Regions from separate parts of the Rattus norvegicus genome. Here region 2 is linked to region 1. Evidence: chromatin contacts called from public Hi-C data. All regions are on one chromosome and are shown on one strand. The core of a region is the stretch at or near the end of the contact, and the rest is flanking DNA. Distances in the headings are between cores, read along the strand shown.

Region 1 (7,050 bases), core at 3,402-5,901:
TGCATCCCTAAAGAAAACTGACTCTCCCTTCACATCCCCCAGCAGCCACTTAGCCAATAGCTCCTCAGTAAGGCTAGGGTGGGACCTCAAGAGCTCCCTCCAGTGCATGCTGGGAGTTCAGTCATCTTGGTCTTGGCAGATCTTCATCAGGCAGCCACAGTTGATACGAGTTCTTGCTCTCAGTGGCACTATCATGCTCTACAACTACTGTTTTGCTGCAGATGTCCATTACCCCTGGCTCTTATACTCGTCAACACACACACACACACACACACACACACACACACACACACACATCCTTGTGACGTAGCAATCAAATTTAGAGATGAACACTGCTCAGTCTCTGTATTTATTCTCTGTACATTGACAAGTTGTGGGTCTCCGTACAGTCAACATGTACTGAATAAAAGCTTCTCTGTTGAAGGTTGAGAGGTGAGAGGCTTTATGTTGATGCCATGAAGGACTTAAAGAGCAGTTTATTATTACGTCCACTTAAGGGAAGAATCATATGGGAGACCAATACAACTTTTGCATAAACTCTCCCTCCCGTGTGAATTCATGGCTTCAAACAGAAATGCAGTGGAGTCTGGCTTTGTAACCAAAGGCTGACAATGCTACCTAAGGCTTAGGCACCTGAGCCACAGTGGTTCAAATGCAGCATCTGTGTCTATGAGTAATGAAACATTAAACCAGGCCCCGTGAAATCTTTCTCATCCCGGCTTCTTCCTGGGTAAAATGGATCGGCAAATGTGCCTATTTCACAGGACTGTCACATAGATCAAGTCAATGATATATGTGAGTGTGAATCTGTAACATATATATGTTTATATGTATGTATATATAACCCCACGAGTAAACAAATATAAGGTGTCATAATTGAATATTATAAAATTAAAATATAACATTAGATACAAGGAAGAGCAATACATATGCAGCATAATCTTAACTATTTAAACTACACTTGGATAAATATATCAATATCTTGGAGATATATATATATATACATATATGTGTATATACATAATATCTTCAGTAATACATTTTCTCACTAAGTAGTGAGTTTTCAGATGATCTCATGTTCTTTAGTACATTCCTTTGTCTTTTTTAATTTATCTACAAAGAGCATAGAAGTGCTACTATACACAAAGCAAAACTGTAACGTTAGTAAAATGGCTTACAGGAAGTCACATAAGTAAAAATTCAATGCCAGGATTCATTCACAAATCCAAAGCCTCATGAAAAAGAAACATACCCAACCAATGTTGTTTCCCCATCATGAAGATTTTACCATCTTCATAAAACACTTTTCCCAGCAAGTGAAGAACAAGAATATATTATTCCAGGTCTGGGAACAACAAAGCCCCAACTCAGGGAATTTACAAAAGTTGAAGTCTAGAGGGACAGATGAGTTTCTGGAATAAACCTAGAGAGAGTGTTTTACTCATGGCAGATAGGAAGAAAATCTACAGAGGAAGCTGATATTTAATGTCTTTGTTCAGGAGAGATACTATTTTATATTAGCCTGTAAGTACTTTCTAACCCCTCTTGTGGTCCTGAAAGACTAAGGTGGCCTATGTCCATGTTCATAGCTCCTTTTGTTACACTATAGGTAGAGGAGGGGGAGGGGAAAGGGGGCAGGGTCAGGTATGGGAGGAGGGAGAGGGGATGCACAAGGGGTCAGGAAATTGAACAGAGATGTATAGCAATGGGAGATGGGGAACTGGGGGTAACCACCAGAAAATTCCAGATGCCAGAAAAGCAGGAGGTCCCCAGGACCCAATAGGGATGACATTAGCTGAAATACCCAGCAAAGGGGAGAGAAAACTTGTAGGGACCATATCCAGAGGTTAGGCACAGCCCCTAGTTGAGGGATGGGACCACCCACCCATCTCCAAAATTGTAACCTAGAATTGCTCCTGTCTAAAGGAAATACGGGGACAAAGAGTAGAGCAGAGACTAAAGGAAAGGCCATCCAGAGACTGCCCCACCTGGGGATCCATCCCATATGCAGCTACCAAATCCAGATACTATTGCTGATGCCAAGAAGTACTTGCTGACAGGAGCCTGTTATAGCTATCTCCTGAGAGGCTCTGCCAGAGTCTGACCAATACAGAGGCAGATGCTCGCATGGGACTGAACATGGGGACCCCAATGGAGGAGTTAGGGGAAAGACTGAAAGAGCTGAAGGCATTTGCAACTGCATAGGAAGAACAGCAATATCAACCAACAAGATCCCCCAGAGCTCCCAGGAATGAATCCACCAACCAAAGAGTATACATGGAGTAAACCATGGCTCCAGCAACATATGTAGCAGAGGATGGCCTTGTCAGATGGACATCAATGGGAGGAGAGGCCCTTGGTCCTGTGAAATGTCGATGCCCCGGTGTAGGGGAATGCTAGGGTGGCAAGGCAGGAGTGAGTTGGTGGGTGGGGGAGCACCCTCGTAGAAGCAGGGGGATGAGATAAGGGGTATGCAGAGGGGAGACTGAGAAAGAGGATAACATTTGAAATGTAAATAAATATAATATCCCATTAAAATGTATCTTAAAAAATGAATAATGATTTTGTTCTCAGAAGGTCTTTGGACAGCTTTGTGTGGCATACCCAAATAGCACTGCACCATTAGCTTTTAATAGACGTCTGCTCCCTGACAACCCAAGAACAGACACTGGTCTGTTTTTGTCTCCATGGTTGAACTTAATGGCTTGAATTACTGGAGCTCAACTCCAGCCCAACTAACAGGACCACAGCATGGCATTCTCTTCTTCCAACTGGGGTATTTTCTCAAGAACCTCCTTTGTAAAGGAGCGTTGGAGATAATGATGGCTTATTTGTTCCTGTCTGTCCAAGGTGCACGTACACCTGATAAGAAATTCTAAGACCTTTAAATGTAACCTCACAGCAGGTCTTGCTGTTCTTTCCGTCTTCAGGGCCGTGCAGCACACATCTCTAGAAATGCCATGAACTTGTAGTGAAGCAAGTTGAGCTTGTCGAGGATCTCTAACAAAGAGGTGACAGGGGAGTCCACTCTTCGCAGTCCCTGTAAATTGCTTCCATGGAATTGTTTTCCCAATCACATCTTCAGGAGAGATGGTTGGTAGAGGTTTGTTTAGTTTTTTAATTTCCTTTTCATGGCTTCATCGTATTGGAATTAGGTCGGGATACAACAGAGGTGTCATCTGTAAGATAAGCCATTTGACTCTATGCTGGCAGAAATACATGAAAGACTCCTGCAATAACAATGACTTATGAACTTAAAATGCTATGGGAGAGAGAGAGAGAGAGAGAGAGAGAGAGAGAGAGAGATTTTCACATCATCTTGATAGCATATAATGCTCATCTTTGCTTCCTGCTGTTGTCAAATGGCAGCTGTGTGTGCCCTAGAATTGAGGAGAGGACAGGGGCAGTAGCACTGTCCTTAGGGCCTTGGTGTGCATGTGACTTACTGGGGCTTGGCTTCTGAGAGGTCTAGGGGTTGGCAGGGAACAGAAAGTGCAAGGGAAGGTTCCAGTCATAGGAAGAGCAACCCCAGTCCCGACACATTCCTATTATTACCAAAATGAATTTGGTACAAACTTGACCCAATGCAATTTGAGCTCCAGAACTGGGCAGTAAATTTCAGAAGGGCAGCTGCCCTTACCTGTCAGATTGTCAACGCATCATTTACCTCAGCTCCTGCAGAACCAAATGAAAAATTGTACCTGTGCTGCTTGATTTGACATTTCTATTCAATTTGAGTACATTTGAGTACAAGGGAGTTGCTAAAATAGCAAAATGTCAAGGGCCAGTGGAACCACAGGCATTCTAGAAATTAGTGTGCCAGATGCCTTATTAATAAACCCATTGGCATTAGTATATAAATATATATATATGATTTTTTAAAGAAATCCTCAATGGTTTCTTTTTTATTTTTATTAGATATATTTCTTTACTTACATTTCAAAAGTTATTCCCTTTCCCAGTTTCCTGTCCATAAGCATCCATCCCCTCCCCCTCTCCCATATAGGTATTTCCCTCCATCCATCCCCCTTACTGCCACCCCCCCCCCCGTATTCCCCTGCACTGGAGGTCCAACCTTGGCAGGACCAAGGGCTTTCCCTTCCACTGGTGCTCCGACAAGGCTATTCTCTGCTACATATGCAGTTGGAGCCCTGGGTCAGTCCATGTATAGTCCTTCAGTAGTGGTTTAGTCCCTGGAAGCTCTGGTTGGTTGGCATTGTTGTTCATATGGGGTTGTGAGCTCCTCAACTCTTTCAATTCTTTCTCTAATTCCCCCCAAAGGGGTCCTGTTCTCAGTTCAGAGGTTTGCTGCTAGCATTGACCTCTCATTAATGGTTTCTTATTACACCAGAATATTGTGTCTAAATCTCTTGCCAAAATAAAGCTGGTTAGTTGCTTACTTACATGAAGGAATCCTGACACATGGACAGCAAAGGCCAGTGGAGTGAAAAGTAGCTGAACTTCCTGCTCTCAAAAGCACACTGTGAAAAAGGTACACTGGAAAACAGGTAGATGGTGTCCCCTTAAATCTCTTTCTCAAACCTCTGGAAATAGGAGCTGGGTGCCCCAGTTCAGGTTAGCCATGAGTCACATTGTAGCCTTCTCTGGATAGAGATAGAAATCTCAGTAAAATCTGAGGTATGAGTAGCATTTGTGATTTGTTCTCTTTCCCAATACCCCAGGGTCATAGAGAACCTACCAATCATGGCACCTGGCCACTTACTCACAAGGAGTGACAGCAAAGGGCTTCCATTACATTGCAGAAGGACAGAAATTGAAAAACATGAACTCACAGTTTTGTTTTATTGTTTTATTGATTTTTTTCTCCTCAGGCTGTAGGTAAGGCTGTGTGCTCTAGGCAGGAGTCAGTCTCTGAAGATTCCCAGGGTTCTCACAAAGAGAAGATGACTGTTTATAGCCACACCTACAGTAGAATCTCGCTTCTTGTCTTTGCAATTCTTCAGTCAAAATAATAATAAGACCTTAAGGAAATATAGAGTTATAATTTACTATGTTTAGGATACATTTAAAAATACAGTAGTTCCTTTTTTTTCTTTCTGAGATTTAAAAATACTAAATGGAAAAATTCTAAAAATGAAGAATTCACAAATTTTAAATTGCATATCATTCTGAGTATCTTGCTGAAACTCATCCCCCTGCATCCTGCCTGAGTCATGAATTATGCTTTGCTCCTGTGAATTCACACTGTATACACTACTCACCCACTGGGCACTTAGTAGGCACTTATTAGCTTGGCTGTTGCCAGATAGCTATGGTTGTGCACAGTATTGAGGGCTATCTGAGATTTGGGCATTTACTAGTTAACTGTCTTAGAGTATCTCTCTTTGGATAAGGGGGCACTATTATAATATGACGATCCTAATTCTATTTTTAAGAAACTACACAGGCGTATTAAGATGGCAATAATGACATCATAGTGTCATATCTATACATGGTAGGGTTATGAGGGGGTTGTTTTTTTGTTTTGTTTTGGGTTTTGGGAACGTTTTTGTTTATTTGTTTTGGGTTTGTTTTTTGTTTTGTTTTTGCATGCTCTCTAGGTTTGCTATTATGATACTTGGTCACTGGGGAAATTTTCATGAACAAAACAAAATGGCTTATAATCTAAGATCAAGAATCGACAAATGGGACCTCATAAAACTGCAAAGGCATCACCAGAAGAGTATACCATGAAGTAACAGTGCTAGCGGGAAGAAGGAGCTCTCGGACCAGCGTACACTACATGGAGCAAATGGAATCATTTGAACTGGTCACAGGATAGCTGAGTTCCTACAGAACTAAGGTCACATGCTGGCCCTTCCATGGTGCTTCCAAGGGTCCCTGGAGAACTGCAGAGATCTTGGGTCTCAGGTGCTGCACTTGTGGGTGGGATCAAGAGCCAGTCGCAATCTACTGGGGCAGTATTAAAACTAAGCACTTGAGTCTGCCCAAGATGTTAGAAAATGCAGCATCAGAAAAGAGACTAGTTACCCGCGGCTTTCCATCCCTCTTCTGCCATCCATGTGATATTACAGAGGAAAGGAAGTCCAAAGTCCCTGGAAGAGAATTATCAGGGGAAATGTTAACTTGGAAGTTGCTTTGTGAGCACTCTGGATGTTCCCGTGTGTGTGTGTGTGTGTGTGTATGTGTGTGTTTTACATGTTCTAAGAGAGACTGCATATCATTAAAAACATACAAAAGCACTGATAAATCTTCCTGTGGATTTGGAGTAAGGCAAATGACAAGCCACAGCAAGATACAAGTTTTGAGAACTCTACTGCTGGCCATGAGAAGGTCATACTAGATATGGAGTAAGAGAACCCAAGTGCCGATCAATCGGTGAATGGCTAAACAAATTCTGTATACCCATGCAGTTGACTGCTACTCACACAAAAACAAGCGTAGGCTATCATATGCTACAACTTGGATGAGCCTTGAAGATGCAATGCTAAGTGGAAAAGCAAGACTCAGCAGTCATCTCGATGTGATGCCCAGAAAAGGCCAATGTGGAGATCAGTGCCTGTCTGGGACAGGAAGCTGGGACAGGAATTAAATGGACATGGACATGAAAGGTGTCTGGACGTGATGAAATGTTCTAAAATTGAGTTGTGATGCTTACTTCAGACCATATAAACTCACTGAACACATTAGTCTACATTTGAAATGGATGAATTTCATGGTCTATGAATCATATTTCAATTATTTATATTTAAACTATGGACAAAAATAGTTCAGAATATTATCATTTATGAGTCTGTCTGCTGCTAGCTACTCCATCCATAACCTTTTCTTATGTAGGTTATTTTAACTGGAATTGCTGCGTCCATCATTTACTCCCCCTTGGCTCCACATTCATACATACATACATACATACATACATACATACATACACACACAACATATAAATACATTTATACATTCATACACAAACATACACATGCATATATATATATACATACACATACATATGCACACACATACATGCATACATATAGAGAGTGTGTGTGTCTCTGTTTTTCTCATTACCCATCTAGAAAGGAAGTCCCATGA
Region 2 (7,050 bases), core at 1,983-4,482, 190 kb after region 1:
GAACAAAAGAAGACATAGAAGAAAAAACAAAAAGCAAGAAAGCAAAAGAAGTTGTGCTGAAGTACCTGGCTGAGAGAGAAAAGAGAGACTTTACCAAGACAGAAGGCAGAGTGCAGGAGACCGGGAAGGAGGAGTGTGAGACGGCTGGAAAGAGAATGAGAGACAGGGATGACTCAGGGGTCAGTGCAGTTGCCTCAAAGCCTAGTGACCTGAGTTTGGCACATACCTGGATCCCACACTATGGAACATGCACTGAGGCATGTGCATGTATGTGCCTATGTGAGCAAACACACACACCAAGTAAATAAATGAATGTAACATTTTAAAAATTAGAAGGAAGGACAGATGGACAAGACGAGGCGAAGATAGCAAACGTTGTATAGCACATCCTTTCCTGGTGGAGGAAGAGTGTGGCCATCAAAGCTGCCTCTGCACAGGGACTTCTGCCATCATGCCAACTGTCCAGCCACTAACTGTCATAGTCTGCTCGAACTACTACGACTAAACACCAGAGGCTGATTGCTTTATAAAGAATAGGAATTTGTCTTCTCACAGCTGAGAATAGAAGGCTAAGATAGGAAGATCAATGCAAATTTAAGGCTAGCCTGGGCTACAGTGGGAAACCTGTAAAGAGATAGTTGAATTCTATCCCATAATTATAAATAAACACAGTATCTTATGCCCCCTTCCCTATGATCATGGGAGGCAACATGGCTGTCACTGACCACTAATTCTTAGTGACTTCCCATTGTGGTGACAAAAGCAACTCAGTAAAGGGAAGGTTCATCTTGGCCACAGTGTGAGGGCGTGGCCCATCATGGCGGGGAGGGAATGCAATAAGAGAATGCAGTGAGATGGCTCCAGCTGTGTCCACATGTGTGCGAGGCAGATGAAACACTTGGACTCAGTTCACTCTCTCCTTTCTTCCCTTAAATTGGGTCTTGGGCCAGGGTCAGGTGCCATGAATATTCAGGGCGAGTTTCCATCTTTAATTAAACCTCTCCACAACCATGACAGAACTGTGTCTCCTAGGTGATTCTAAACCATTCGAATGGGCACTGAAGATATAATGTAATTATAATCTCAAAAGAGTAATTTAAAATAAATAAATGCAAAATGTAAATACTTTAAAATAAATATAATTATATTTAAATTAAATTATATAAATTATTATTTTATAAATATATGTACATAATAAAATAAATATAAATTTACGATAAAATAAATCCCAGAAAGTGATTTTAAGTATTTTACGTAAGCATCCTTACAAACCTTTTGCAGTACTTAACTCATTTAACACCCACAGCCACTCAGAGCAGTAGCTATCAGCTATCCGTTTCTAGTTTGGGTAATTATTAGAGCTTAGAGAAAGGCTAGCCTTTAATCCTGGCACTCAAGAGGCAGAGGCAAGTGGATCTCCACGAGTTTGATGCCAGCCTGGTCTGCATAATGAGTCCCAGGCCAGCTGAGCTACGAAGTGAGACCTTGTCTTGAAAACCCGAAAACAAAAGAGTTCGAAGCGGTTAGTAAACGAGCATGCCTACAGTCTGACGTTGGAAGGGACCCAGACTTAGCCCAGGCAGTCAGACTCATCCCAACATGGCACACCTAATCACCCTGGCGCAAACACTGCCTGGAAACAAGGAACACAGCTATGCACTTGGTAACTGGAGCAGTGAAGAAACGCAGCAGAGAGTGGAAAGGGGACAGTCAAGCGGCAGGCTGTAATTTTGTAGGAAGCGCAGAGGAGCCTGGGAGAATGGAGCTCCTCTGAGCTGGCGGGAAGACAGAGAAGAGTGAGTTCAGAGACTCCAGCCCAAGATGCCACTGAGAGCTCACTGCTCCCGTTAAATCTCTGCTGAGATTTGCGTGTTCTCCTGCATCCCTTACTCTCTCTACGCTGTGTAAGGCGAGCCACGGTGTATTATCACCGTCTGCTTTCTGTCTGCTGCGGGTCCTGGAGACCTGCTCTGAGCATACACCTCATTCTCCATGGGAGTGCAGGGCGCCTGGGGGTCGGCCAGGCCCACACAGGCAAGTGTCTTTGCCCTGAATCTGGACACTGGAACCCCCTGAGTCCTCGCAGCTTTTCCTGTGAACAGTTCTAATCTATATTTAGACAGTTGCTTTTCCCCCCCAGAACCATGACATTTCACTTCATCTTCTTTGTTTCAAACCTACTCTTCCCGCTTCTGGATGATTTTAAAATTTCCATCCAGCTATCGGTTACTGAATTCCCCCTGAGCTTTGTCTCAGATTATATGATTATAAGAACGTGCCACAGCCCCCACACTCCCGGCCATGTCATAGACAAGAAACTGAGCGTGGGAAAGCCAGGCTTAAGGACGGAGTGAGTACTCCGCCTCAGCTAGACCGTCCCTTAAGCTAAAAAGAAAACCTGGTTACATCTGACCCCAGTGGCATCCAGCTGCTACTACATGTTCCACGTTCTTCTCCAAGAACACGGCAGGGACACACATTCCCAAATCCCAAGCTGAGATGGTTCCAATATCCTCTACTCATGGCTTCCTTGAGCTCACAAATCTATTACCTTGTTTTAAAGGGTCGAAAATGGTGTCGGTTTCTTATATTCCTGTGGGCAGTGATCGTGCAATTTAAAAATACTCCTAATCTCTCCCAGAAGAGGGCGCTTGAACGTTATCTTTGCCAATGGCCCACTTATCTCCTGCTTGCTTTGTGGTACCTTCCCTCTAAAACTGTATCTACACGTTTCCCAGCAGAGCACACCACCAGGGTTGAGAGAAGCCAGATGCCCGGGCCTCCACTATGCAGACGCCACGGGTTCTGGAGCAAAAGGGATGTGTATTAGATCCTTTTTGGATTGATTGGAGAATAAATAAATAACTAAATAAATAAATAATAGGAGACTGAAATCAGAAGAGAGTCGGGGTGGGGGGTTGGGGTGGAGTGTTAGTTCTTTAATCTTGAGTCAGCTTCTCTATGCAGGGCGAATATTGAATCCAAACAAGGTTCCCAAAGCCCCTGTCCGTTACACCTATAATTTCCTCTCCTCCCTGGTGCCCATCTCTCTAGCACGTTTCCTTAGGTCTAGAGTCTAGTGTCCTTTCCTTTCCTTTCAAAGCACTACAGCAGGAGCACACACTCTATGTTCTGTGTGGGTCACAGTGCAGCTTCAGATCACTGTCCCCACAGCTGCCACCAACTCACCAGCCCCCTCCCCTGATCTGTCTTCGAGAAACTTGGCAAGGCCAGTGACTCAGCCAGTAGGCATTCCTGGGCCATGAGGGAGCATGCATTTAGCTCTTGTCATAGGTTCAATTGGGACTGTATTCTGAAAAGTTCCTGCAAAGCAACTGCCAAGCCAATAACAAATTTTATAACTCCTTTGTAGTCTGATTTTTAATAATATTTTATTTATTCATTATAAATTCCATTTAAGCATACAGTGCACTTTGGTCATACCCACCTCACACTACCTCCCTCCAATTCTTCCAGGAACCCCGAACCCTTCTGTCTGTCTTCATATTGTTGTGTTATCCTCGTTAGCGGCAGCAGTGGCAGCAGCAAGACCGGAGAGACTGCTCAGCAGTTAAGAACACGGGCTGCTCTTGCAGAAGCATCAAGTTCAGTTCCCAGCACCTGCGAGATGGCTCACCGTCTGCTGTAACTACAGTTCCAGGGATCCAATACTCACTTCTGACCTCCACAGGCATCAAGCACTCGTGTGGTACATAAACATGCATGCAGGCAAGCACACACACACACACACACACACACACACATATACACACACAGACACACACAGACACACACATAGATACACACACACATATACACACACACACAGACACACACACATATACACACACAGGCACACACAGACACACACATAGATACACACACATACACACACACATACACACACAGACACACACATGCACACACAGACACACACACATATACACACATACATACACACACAGACACACACATAGATACACACACATACACACAGAGGCACACACAGACACACACACACAGACATACACAGACATACACACACACACACACACACACACACACACACACACACACTAAATTTAACAATAATAACCCCTAAGTCTATGTTCTGAGCACATAGTCATGGATGTAGAGCCATCTACTATGGCATGCGTAGCCTACAAGATACCAAATCACTTCCCAAAAGGAAAGTGAGACCTCCCCACATCCCCCACCGACCCCTCTGTAACCCAGGCTGGCCTCACACTCGCTCCTGTCCTAGTCTCCTGGATGCTGAGGTCGTAGCCATGAGCTGCCAGACTCAGGTTATAAACTCACAAGCTTTACTCTTGTCAGCTCACCCAGTGGAACTTACCCTGAAGAAATAAAGAGAAGGGGCATACATACATATGTACATACATACATACATGTGTGTAAACATATATGTATATGTATGTACATGTATGTGGTAAGATATTCTTTGTAGCTTAAGTGTTAGCTTCACAGAGCCCCAAATTTTGCTGAAAACTTACATAAGTCCATTAAACAAAATTTTACTATGAGGCCCAGGCTGGCTTTGAACTCAAGTTCTTCCTGCCACAACCTCCCAAAGCTAAGGGTCAATGTGACCAGCTTCAGACTTTGTAGATATTTTTTTAAAATTGGATACTTTTTATTTACATTTCAAATGTTATTCCCTTTTCTGGTTTCCTGTCCATAAACCCCGATCCCATCCCTCCTCCCCCTTCTTCTATGAGGGTGTTCCCTCACCCATCCACCCACCCTTTCCCGCCTCCCCACTCTGACTACACTACACTAGGGAGTCAAGCCTTGGCAGGACCAAGGGCGTCCCCTCCCATTGGTGCCCAGCAAGGCCATCCTCTGCTACACATGCAGCTGGAGCCGTGGGACTTTGTAGATCTTAATTGTCTCTATTTGAGACCAGCAGTCTGAACCAATATTTCTTTAAAGCTTCATCACCTCACATGGAAAGTTATCTTTTCAGCCAGAAAAAAAGCAAAAGGGGGGTCAGAGATGGTCCAATTGGTAGCAGTTCCCACCTTCTCTTACTTTAATATTATTGGAACATTTGGCCACATACGACTGGCTGAGACTAAGTTACTTGTTATAAAACTGAGTCACACATCAAGTTGGATTTGACTTTACTATATACAGAGAAAACTTTAAGCTAAACTTGAAAGATACACAGCGGTTGCCTTAGGTCAAAGAATTCACCTTAAAGTAAATGGACAAGATGAGCTCTTATGCAGAAGAATTATAATAGAATGCTATGAAAGATGGGGAATACCATACAATTAAAGTTTAGAAGCTGTATCCTAAAATAGCATACAAATTGGATACAATTAAAGCTCTATAAATAGAAGATAATGTGATAAGATGGAACTCGTTCTCAAAGTAAGAGAACTGAAAGCAAATTTTTAAGTGTATTAAATTCCCTTTAATTCTGTGGCATTTTCTTTTCTACTTCAGAAGGAACACGTTTACAGAAAGACAAGTCATGCTATTTGTGAAGGTAAAAGTGTAAAGTCCTTCGAGATATGTTTTTCCCGTGAATTGTTTCTTTGTTGATACACAGTCTTACTGGGCTGGCTGGCACTCCCTGGGCATATGAAAATGGCCTCCAGCTTGTGATGATCCTCCTGCCTCTGGCTCCTGAGTGCTGCCTGTCACTGGGTATCTGAGGACACAGTCCTCCCCTGTCCTGGTCCTGGCTAGCTGTGGAGAGAGCAATGACTTTCCTAAAGGATCTCGGCCAGTGACGTGTAACGTCCTCACAACTATCCTGATAAAAGACAGGAGCTCAGATTCTCTGCTGTCCAGTGAGACAACCACCTACCCAAGTATCAGGCAGTAGCCAAGCGTCCCAACCCCTCGTCTCAGGCCAACCTCGAAATGTAAGTTATCCAGTCTCATTGAACAAATAAGATGAAACTCAGCCAACTTTCAAAACTGTGCCAGTTTGTCCACTCAACAAGGCGGGGCTGGCTTCAAATTAGGTCTGCTCATCTCTCAAGATGGTGGCGACATTCCTCTCCCACAATGCATTATCATGAGGTCAAGTGGGGGGTGGGGGAATCTAATATGGAAGAAGAGCTTAATGCTTACAATTGGCCACTCAGAGCTGGTTGCTTAGAGCTCATGGCTAAAACCTATAGCTAGGACTTGTCCTCAAAATCATTCTTTGGTTGCTTTAATAGTGGCCTTGGAATCTGAAGAGAGCATTTGTTCCTTAGTTAGATTTTAATCAGGAAAAAAATCCATTTTTCTGCAAACACACTAAGTTTGATGTACAGAAGGGGAAAATAAAACTTTAGGAGACAGGAGGCAGTGCTTGAGGGGATGGGGAAGGGTGAGGGTCAGTTAACCATCTAGAACACCATTTCAGTTAGGCTTTCATCTTGGCTTATCTTGCCACTGCTTTGTCTTTCACCGCAAGTGTACACCCAGTGGCTAATTGTATTAAATCACAACGATGTAACCCATCCAAGACACCCTCAGCCTTCCTAACCAGAAAGCCTCCCTGCTGCTTCCAGGCTCCGAGCCCTGAACCCACGTGTCCTTAGTGACTTCTTGGAGTCTCTTACCGTTACCCTCAGCATCTCTGAGGCCACCCCCTAGGCAAAAGGTAAGAGAAATAAATGTCCTGAAAGTGCTTCCTAAGTTATCAAACACCAAGCCTATCCTACCTTGGCGGGAAGGGGAGTATGCTGACTTTATACACTGGTCTAGAGTTAGCACTCACCCAGTCAGCTTCCTCATTCGAATGACTTCTGGCAAACAGGATCTGGGACTCAGCACAGCTATGAGTCAACCTCGCTTCCCTGGATTTACTTGGGCAGTTTACAAAGTAAGCAAAGGAATCCACCAGTTTTGAGGCATAGATGTAAAGGACTGGCTACTAACCAACTCGCATGCATTGCTCAGAGAGGGAAGCAGAAGCGGGAGCTTCCAGCAATGTCTGGACCAGGAAGATGAGTCTGAGGTGGATTTGCCCGGGCTGAGTGCTGTGCTGAGCTGAACAAGAAGCGAAATTCTCTCATCCCAGCA

Evidence for each region. A called contact is a pair of places that touch in the nucleus more often than the background predicts.
Region 2: a contact with region 1 is called in a Hi-C map of the A7r5 cell line, with 5 times the contacts expected there. The contact joins two enhancer-like sites. A contact is called at or near these places in 8 of 12 Hi-C or Micro-C datasets (the A7r5 cell line, the Rat2 cell line, Schwann cells and 5 more).

The regions. Positions count from the first base shown.
Region 1 is chr13:79,762,475-79,769,524 of GRCr8, forward strand. No RefSeq gene overlaps it. Among named protein-coding and RNA genes, the nearest start is that of Xcl1, 19 kb to the right of the region's middle. Within about 2 kb of position 4,652, at least 2 of the 93 cell types and tissues checked have an H3K27ac peak or open chromatin away from gene starts, as enhancers often do. A contact at or near this core is called in the A7r5 cell line, where this site is marked.
Region 2 is chr13:79,955,974-79,963,023 of GRCr8, forward strand. No RefSeq gene overlaps it. Among named protein-coding and RNA genes, the nearest start is that of Tbx19, 47 kb to the right of the region's middle. Within about 2 kb of position 3,233, at least 11 of the 93 cell types and tissues checked have an H3K27ac peak or open chromatin away from gene starts, as enhancers often do. A contact at or near this core is called in the A7r5 cell line, where this site is marked.